Regions from separate parts of the Triticum aestivum genome. Here region 2 is linked to region 1. Evidence: chromatin contacts called from public Hi-C data. All regions are on one chromosome and are shown on one strand. The core of a region is the stretch at or near the end of the contact, and the rest is flanking DNA. Distances in the headings are between cores, read along the strand shown.

What was found. A called contact is a pair of places that touch in the nucleus more often than the background predicts.
Region 2: a Hi-C map of leaf shows a contact between it and region 1, with 5 times the contacts expected there. The contact joins the promoter of LOC123090848 here to the enhancer-like site in region 1. A contact is called at or near these places in 3 of 5 Hi-C or Micro-C datasets (all in leaf) and 1 of 1 datasets of contacts at active chromatin or transcription factors (leaf).

The regions. Positions count from the first base shown.
Region 1 is chr4B:35,561,113-35,565,525 of IWGSC CS RefSeq v2.1, forward strand. It overlaps LOC123090847 (protein CASP), which reads left to right. Exons shown (of 18, transcript XM_044512200.1): 15 at 1-81; 16 at 170-249; 17 at 908-1,000; 18 at 1,077-1,526. The coding sequence ends at 1,143. Among protein-coding and RNA genes, the nearest start is that of LOC123090847, 9.1 kb to the left of the region's middle. Within about 2 kb of position 2,294, at least 8 of the 8 cell types and tissues checked have an H3K27ac peak or open chromatin away from gene starts, as enhancers often do. A contact at or near this core is called in leaf, where this site is marked.
Region 2 is chr4B:35,637,459-35,641,330 of IWGSC CS RefSeq v2.1, forward strand. LOC123090848 (zinc finger protein CONSTANS-LIKE 16) reads left to right here and starts at 1,562. Exons shown (of 2, transcript XM_044512201.1): 1 at 1,562-2,644; 2 at 2,752-3,562. The coding sequence starts at 1,682. The coding sequence ends at 3,024.

The DNA of each region.
Region 1 (4,413 bases), core at 1,044-3,543:
AGTGGTTCTTCAGATGTTGAAACAAAGTACAAGAAAATGTACGAGGATGACATAAATCCTTTTGCAGCTTTCTCGAGGAAGGTAGATATATTTGAACATATCATCAGCAACACATGTTATCTCTGGTATTGTACACAGCTCAATTATGTTCTTTTTTTGCCATATCCAGGAAAAGGATCAAAGATACAAGGAACTTGGTATAAGAGATAAGATCACTCTCAGTAGTGGCCGTTTTCTCCTCGGTAACAAGTATGATACTATCATTTTTTGTGGGGTGTGCAGTTCAGGTTTTCCTTTTCTTTGTATTTGTTGTATTACCGATCTTTGATGATAACTTTTAAATTGTTGTAGAAACAGCAGAGCTATACATGCCAAGTTTTTTATTTGACCATTCCCAATGTCGTATGTCTTTTTTGAATTAAATAAGTACAGCACCGATGACTCAGGTGTGCATGGATCTGCCACTGAGATGTACTCCCTCTGTAATGAAATATAAGAGCGTTTAGATAGTGCTATTATATTTCTTTACAGAGGGAGTAGTTAATTTGGTTCCAACTTCTTAAATTATACCCTTCGTCTGAATCTTTGTTTAGATTTTATATTTGGTCATTGTGCTCATGTCTAAACTTTAAAACTGACCACCATTGATTAATCCTAGCCCTTCATGGATAAGAATGCACAAGTGATTGCCATTTTGTATTACATGATGCCTTAGTTTCTTTATTGTATGATTTTATCCATGAAGCGGACTGAAAATAAATATATCAAGTGTTTTGTTTGTATTCACATATTTGCCTGGACTTTTATATTCTCCTACACTAATGAATTGCTTGAATTTCTGTATTTGACCAATGAAGCGGACTGAAACAAGAAATTAATGTAGCATGTGTTCTGTTTGTATTCACAGATTTGCCCGGACATTTATATTCTTCTACACTATTGGATTGCATCTCCTCGTGTTCACGCTGCTGTACAGAATGTCAGCTTTGAGCTATCTGAGGTAAGCATGCATCGCATCGTCAGTTTCAATTTGAGGCCCTAAGCATGAGCACGGCTAACTTGAAATATTTGTGCAGCATAACACCTGCACATGATGAGATCATCCTTGACGCTGGCAATCAGACATTATCGCACATGCCCTGAGCCAAGTTTGATGTAACAGTATTATCACTTGATCAGTACCGAAAGGGAAGCGTTCCTGGGTTTTGGTCTCGAGAATCTCTGCATAGGATCATGACTGAAGTTTTTAGTTTACTATGCCCTTTAGGTGCCTTGATATGTTCTCTTCTGTAGATAAATTTCCAGTAAAGCGGGTGAGGATTAAGGGGCGAGGTGGCGGATGAGGTGTGGTGCTTGAGTCATTCTGTAAACTGTTGTATTACCAAATTGCCCTTTCGATGACAAATGAAAGCACATATGTACAAACACAATGCCATCCAAAGTATGTTTTCAGCATATATGGTCGGAAGTTTGTGGCGAGGACAGTTGTACAGAATCTAGAAATAAAAAGGATTGAGGGAGTAATATTAGAGTTGTCTTCACATTAATTTAGCAGGAACAGCCTTAAGCAGATATTTGGCAAAAGCAAGTTATCTGGATTCCCTTGTATGCGAAAGATGAAGTTTACAAGTTGAAGTATTCAAAAGTTGAATTCTTGCAACTAAAAGATTTTTTTCCTGAAAAAGGAGATGACTGCTTTGCCTCCGAAAAATTGAAAGGAAGAAGAGAAACCATGGGAGGCAACGTTCCTGTTGACAGAGGCGCATGTAATGGCTTTGTTAATCTTAAAACCTGTTAGCTTAGTATCTTGGAGGTGTTCATAGGATAGGGCATGCATGCCTGTATTTGTAGAGATGAGCCTATTCATGGGGATAGGCGTATGTACTTGTTTGTGTACTGCGCTTCTGAAAAAACTGGGGAGGCAGGGAGAGAAGGCGTGCAAGAGTTAAACTTGGCGAGCTTTATCCATTTAAAAAAAACAAACTTGGTGAGCTTTATCTGAAGAGCGATCCAGCCGGATTACCTGTCGAGACCCACCCGCACGCACAGTAAACCCGCTTGTCTTCAACCACGATCAGTCGCTGTACGCTCCCACGCCCACGGATTGTCCCCAACCACCGTGCACATCCACTGCAACCCGCAACCTCTCCCGAGCTACAAAAAATTCACACCGTTTTGCCGACCCTCCGGCACGCGCAAGTGACACCAACAGCGACGGCGCCGGGAACCTGTGGACCGCCGAGGAGCCGAGGGGCAGCCCACACGCAGGCTCGCGCGCGCGCAGCTAGGAGCCAGAGCGGGGAGAGGGACCGGGCTGTACTAGGGTCGCTGTTTGCGGTCAATTCACGGCGGCGCGTAGCGCAGCGCCGAATCGACAGGCGGCCGCAGGTTGGCTCCGGGAGGGGCCTGGTAGCTGGCTACTACGGGCCATGCACGGTCGTGGTCTCCGATGCCTACGCGCCACAAGGGAGCCCGCGGGGCGGACCGGGCCACGTCGAGCCCCAGGCGCCGTCGTGATCTGGCGCCGCTATCCGCCGAGTCGCCGGAGGGCGAGATGCTGAAAATATGTGTGGGGCGGCAAGCCGGAGTGGCCGCGTCGGGTCGACACGTCGGCCCTCGCGTACATGTGCATCCCTGTGGTAGGTGTGTTTCACTGTACTTGTGGTGTGCTACCATCACTGTCCTGTGAGCATCACCGATAACTAATCCGGCTGAGGTACAGTACTCGTTTTCTTTTTGCGAGTGAAGGTACAGTACTTGTTAGGATTACACGTTATATCCCCTCAAAAAAAAAGGATTACACGTTATAAAGCTGCGGAAATGATTATACACGAACAGAATCGGTGTACAAATATTTTGTTGATTTTGATATAATAAATAAAAGACGTAACCATTGCAAGTCATGCAATTATTTTGTTTGTAAAAATGCATTATTTCATAAAAAATGTAAAAACATGACCATTAGCAAGTCATGCAAAAAATGTAAAACGAATTATGCATAATAAAATTCTTACACGTTTATGCAACTTATTGCGCAACAAATTCCCCCTTTTGGAGACATTTCTATCAATCTTTTTCCCGTAATTTTCTTAGCGTTTTTTGATTTTCCCCATAGCATTTAAAGATGATTTCTGCAGTATGTTATTCATGTTTTTTGTGCGGGCATGTTATTCTAGTGTTTGCTAACCACATGCTCCATGGGGTTACGTTATTCAAGTGTATGCTTCATACTAGTACAGTTATTAGGTGCCATGCCGTAACATCAATGTATTGCTTACGCATATCATTTCATTAGGGCATCTCCAATCAATTACATATTAAGTCGCATCATTTACTTAAAACATACAAAACAACCAACAACATAAAAGGAGAAAGAGCAACCAGCTAAGGCAACGTAATACCAGTTTCCTCCTAACAAACTTTTGTCATACGCAGAATTCCACATGGCATACTACAATATGCCTAAAACCTCGCAGATGAGAGGCAACCTACTCGCCAACTTATTCTTCCATTGTATATTAGCTTGTCTGCAAAATGGTGATGTGTGAACCTCCCAACTTTCCATGTTAGCATGAAAATTCTGTTTTGCTAGTGGACAATGGAGGAAAATATTGCACGCTTTCTTAGATGAAACAAAACTTGTGGGGCGATTGACAATAACTTCTCTCTCTCTCTCTCTCTCTCTCTCTCTCTCGCTCTCTCTCTCTCTCTCTCTCTCTCTCGCGCGCGCGCGCGTGTGTGTGTCTCATAAATATTTCTACACACACATTTACTTGTTTTGGAAGCAAGGGTGTGAAGAAGCCACCCATAGTCTCACATTGGTGTTGTCGAAGCTAGAATTACAAAGGAAACGATATACCTAGTTTCAGGTGTTGTATGATATGCCATAACATCGGTGTATTGCTTACGTGTATCATATGCCAGGGCATCTCCAATCAATCATATGTAAAATTGTATCTTAGAGCTTTCACATCATTTTCATCAAACAAAATGAATTAGCAGCTCAAAGGGAGAAAGAACGGCCAACACTGTACCAATTTCCTTCTAATGTCATACGTAAAATCCCATATATCATACTACCTACCAATATGCCTGAAATGTCCTGTTGAAAGGTAACCTCCGCACCAATGCATTCTTCTATCTATCTTAGTACGCCTGCTTAATGGTGATGTGCAAAACTCCTATATTTCTACGTCCGCAAGAAAATTCCTTATTGTTGTTGGACAATGAAGAAAATATTGCACGCTTTCTTAGGTGAAGGAGAACTTGTGGTGCGATTGACAATCTGTTCCCCATCTCAGTTGGAGATAATTTTTTTTGGCACACACACTAACTTGTTACAAAATGGAGGGCGTGAAGGGCCCACCCACAACCTCACTTGGTACCACGTGTCACCCGATGTATGGAGCTGGT
Region 2 (3,872 bases), core at 312-2,811, 76 kb after region 1:
GGTGGAGCCCATATGCAGGCCCCTACAAAAAATAAAAGGCAATCGGGTCCCTATAAGTTTATTTAAAAGCAATTAGGTCCATGTAAGTTAAAAAGCAATCAGGTCCATGTTATTAAAAAAGAAGCAATCGGGTCCCTCTTATTTTCTTTCAATCAAGTTAGCAGTACCCGCAATGCACGTCTACAACACAACTACTTCTTGCCCGCCCCCCAAATTGTGGTTTGCCTGATTAATTGCGGAGCACATATTTTTGTGATTAATTGTGCAACACACATTTTCGTGTGCCTTCTGCCGGAAGCAAAGTCGGATGATTCTCTACCTTAAATCCTTCTTTTAAACCACCATTGCATTTAAACCACCATTGCATTTAAACCACCATTATACTTCTTGAAAAATAGGAGGATAAACATTTGTCTCTGCATCAATCATGCATGTCCATTAATAAAACCATTATATATTAATTTTGTGTGAAGGATGATTTGCTAGCTAATTGTCTTTTGGTGATAATTTAGGCTTGTTTTTTTTGCGAATAATAATTTAGGCTTGGTTGTAAGCGTGAAACTCCGAATGCCTGATTTTCCAAGATTGTGTTTCTCTTGCATTAAAGGGTTCACGTGGTTTGTAGGATTTTTGCACTATTCCTATAGGATTTCTTGCTGCGGGATTTTTACCTTTGTGCGGCGTTCATTTTATGGGAATGGAGGCACTATATTTCTTTTTTTTATTTTGCTTTTTTTTATCTATTGACCTAAAGCATCATAGCTCAATTTCAAATATGAAGTTGCTTTCTTAGGATTATGTCCAAAACTGTGGCTTCTGTGACTTAGGTCCAGTTCTTTTGGTAGCCTTTTTAGGTTTATAGAATAAGTTGCCTCCTACCCAGCTTATTCTATAAGCCTAACAAAAAATATTTTTTAAAGCCTACTAGTTAAGTCTTAATTAGTAGGCTTCTAAACAATTAAATTTAGTTAGGCTTCAAGAATAAAGTGGGTAGGGAGTAGTTTATTCTAGAAGCCAGCAAAAGAACTGGCCTTAGCGTGTGAGTGTAATCTCGTGCACTCTCCTTCGCTTCACAAAGAGTCTTATGTATCAACTTGTCGAGTCAAGCTAACTGTACCTTGGCGCCCTAACAAGTTTGAAACTTGTTCGAAAAAGATTCCAAAAAAGGGCTCATTTCAAAAGAGAAAAAGATCATGATTCTACGCGGGTTGATGATGAGTCACCAGCGATCAGCACCATCACAAGCTGCAGCCCCATGGTCGTCGCCCATCCCCCACGGGGCCCGCCGGAAATCCAAACGGCGTGACAGCTCGCCCAATAGAATTCATCCTCTCCGGATTCCGCGCGCCCGCCAGCCAATCAGCTTCGAGATAACCACCTCCCTGGGTCCCGCCCCTCCCCTCCAGCCCACTCCCGTCGGGCCACGTCGTCGAAAAGGCCCTGCCAGGCCCACCGGCCCGCCCTTTTACCCGAATCACCCACACACGAACCCACGGGCGCTGCAGCGTGGGCCAGGGGTCGCCGTCCGGGCTCGCGGTTTAATAGAGGAAAAGGGCTCCGACCTCTCACCCCACACTGCTCTGGGTTAAGCGCTCGCTTAACTCTACTGAGCTAGTGTCAGCGGGGCAGGCGCGAGGGTGCGTAGCTAGCTCGGTCGCTCGTGTCTGACCTGACGAGATCGATGGCGAGCGCCGGCGCGGCGATCGGAGCGCGCGCGGCCCGCGCCTGCGACGGCTGCATGCGGCGGCGGGCGCGGTGGCACTGCGCCGCGGACGACGCCTACCTGTGCCAGGCGTGCGACGCCTCCGTCCACTCGGCCAACCCGCTCGCGCGGCGCCACCACCGGGTGCGCCTCCCCTCCTCGTCCTCGCCGGCGGCCACCTCCTCCCTCCAGCACGCCGACCCCGACGAGCCCGCGTGGCTGCACGGGCTCAAGCGCCGGCCGCGCACGCCGCGGTCCAAGCCCGGGACGGTGGGCAAGCACGGCGCGCCCGCCGCCGCGAAGGCCGCGGCTGCCTCGGCGGTCCCCGATCTCGAGGCGGAGGACTCCGGCTCCGGCATCGTGGGTGACAACGACGACGTCCACGGCGTGGAGGTCGACGACGAGGATCTCCTGTACCGCGTCCCGGTGTTCGACCCCATGCTCGCCGAGCTCTACAACCCCATGCCGGTCGACGAGTTCCGGGAGCCTCTCGAGCAGAAGCCCGCCGTCTGCTGCTTCTCGTCGCTTGCCAAGCAGCCGTCGTCGGAGTACGCCTCGGGCGTGGCCGGGGCGGCAGACGGGTTCACCGGTTTCGACGTCGTGCCGGACATGGAGCTCGCCAGCTTCGCCGCGGACATGGAGAGCCTGCTCATGGGAGGAGTAGAAGAGGGGTTCGACGACCTGCGGTTCTTGGACGAAGAGAAGCCCCAGCTGAACCTTGACTTCGACATGGCGGACTTCGATGATCAGAGCACCGCGGCGCCGGCGCCGGAGCAAGAGTCGTTAGAGGACAGGAAAAGGAAGCGGTCGGACTCGGGGATGATACTTAAGCTCGACTACGAGAGGGTCATCGACTCCTGGGCCCATGACGGCGGCTCGCCGTGGTTCTACGGCGAGCGCCCCCACATCGACCCCAGTGATGATTCCTGGCTGGAGTTACCGGTAAGCACTTGTCCTTGCTCCTAACATGTGATCTATGCACTTATTTCACTTCTGTACACATAAACTTGTCGTCTAATCAAGCTCGATCTGTTGCTTGGCATGGACAGGCGGGGAGCCGGGGGTTCGGGCTCGGCGCAGCGGTGACGGCGGTGACCGGCGGCGAGCGGGAGGCGCGGGTGTCGCGGTACCGGGAGAAGCGGCGGACGCGGCTGTTCGCCAAGAAGATCCGGTACGAGGTGCGCAAGCTCAACGCCGAGAAGCGGCCGCGGATGAAGGGCCGGTTCGTGAAGCGCACCGCGCTGCCACCGCTGCCGCCGCGGCCGCCGATGGTGCTCGCGGGCCACGGCCACGGCGGCGCGCACGGGCGCTTCCGTTTTTGAAAGCAAGCGCTCGACCGTTCGTCCGTGGATGCAGATGCATGCATGCATGCATGCCTGTGCATGCTCGAACGATAATCCGCTAATAAAATACTACTTCACCTACGTAGCTCTCGTTTTTTCTTGCTAGTTTTGAGCAGAAACCTCACCACGTACGTACGACTGAATATACACTTGTAGAATTTCATGTGCAAAGTATAGTAGCTATGTACCACAAGTCTTTGTATATACGCTCAATGGTTTAGGGTTGTTGTTGTTACTTTCGTCGTTTTTGTAAGGAATGTGTACTGATTACAACGGTTGTACTGTAGATGTTGATCTCAAAACGTAGGAGATACATTCATGGTACGATAGAGTTAGGGTAAGGGCTTGTAACTGAGAATGGTAGAGAGGAAGATCAAGCCTAGTTCGTGTATGTCAATGCATGCCTTCAAGCCTTCCATTCCTGATGTGTTGGGTAGCCTCGAACCAGGGCACAATCTATGAATCACAATCACAATGTGCTTATTTACAAGTCTACATATATATATGGTGTTTTCTACTGGTGTAAAGGTTGCATGACTTTTTTTTCCTCGATCGAAGGCTTGTACCATTATTTGGATCTAAACGTCTTGACACTTTGTATGTAGATATATATGAAATTTTTCGCTAGCTTTGCATCTAGTAGCTATAGACTGAAGAGCATGCCACTCACATATCTTAACGCCTCTTGGATTCAAACAATTTCTAAGGGCTCATTCGGTTTATAGGATTTCCGATCATAGAAACAGGAAAAGTAATGATTAGGGTGGCCTCTGTTCCTTAGGCTTTGGTTCAATAATGGTAAACACAACCGTAATCGGAATGGGATT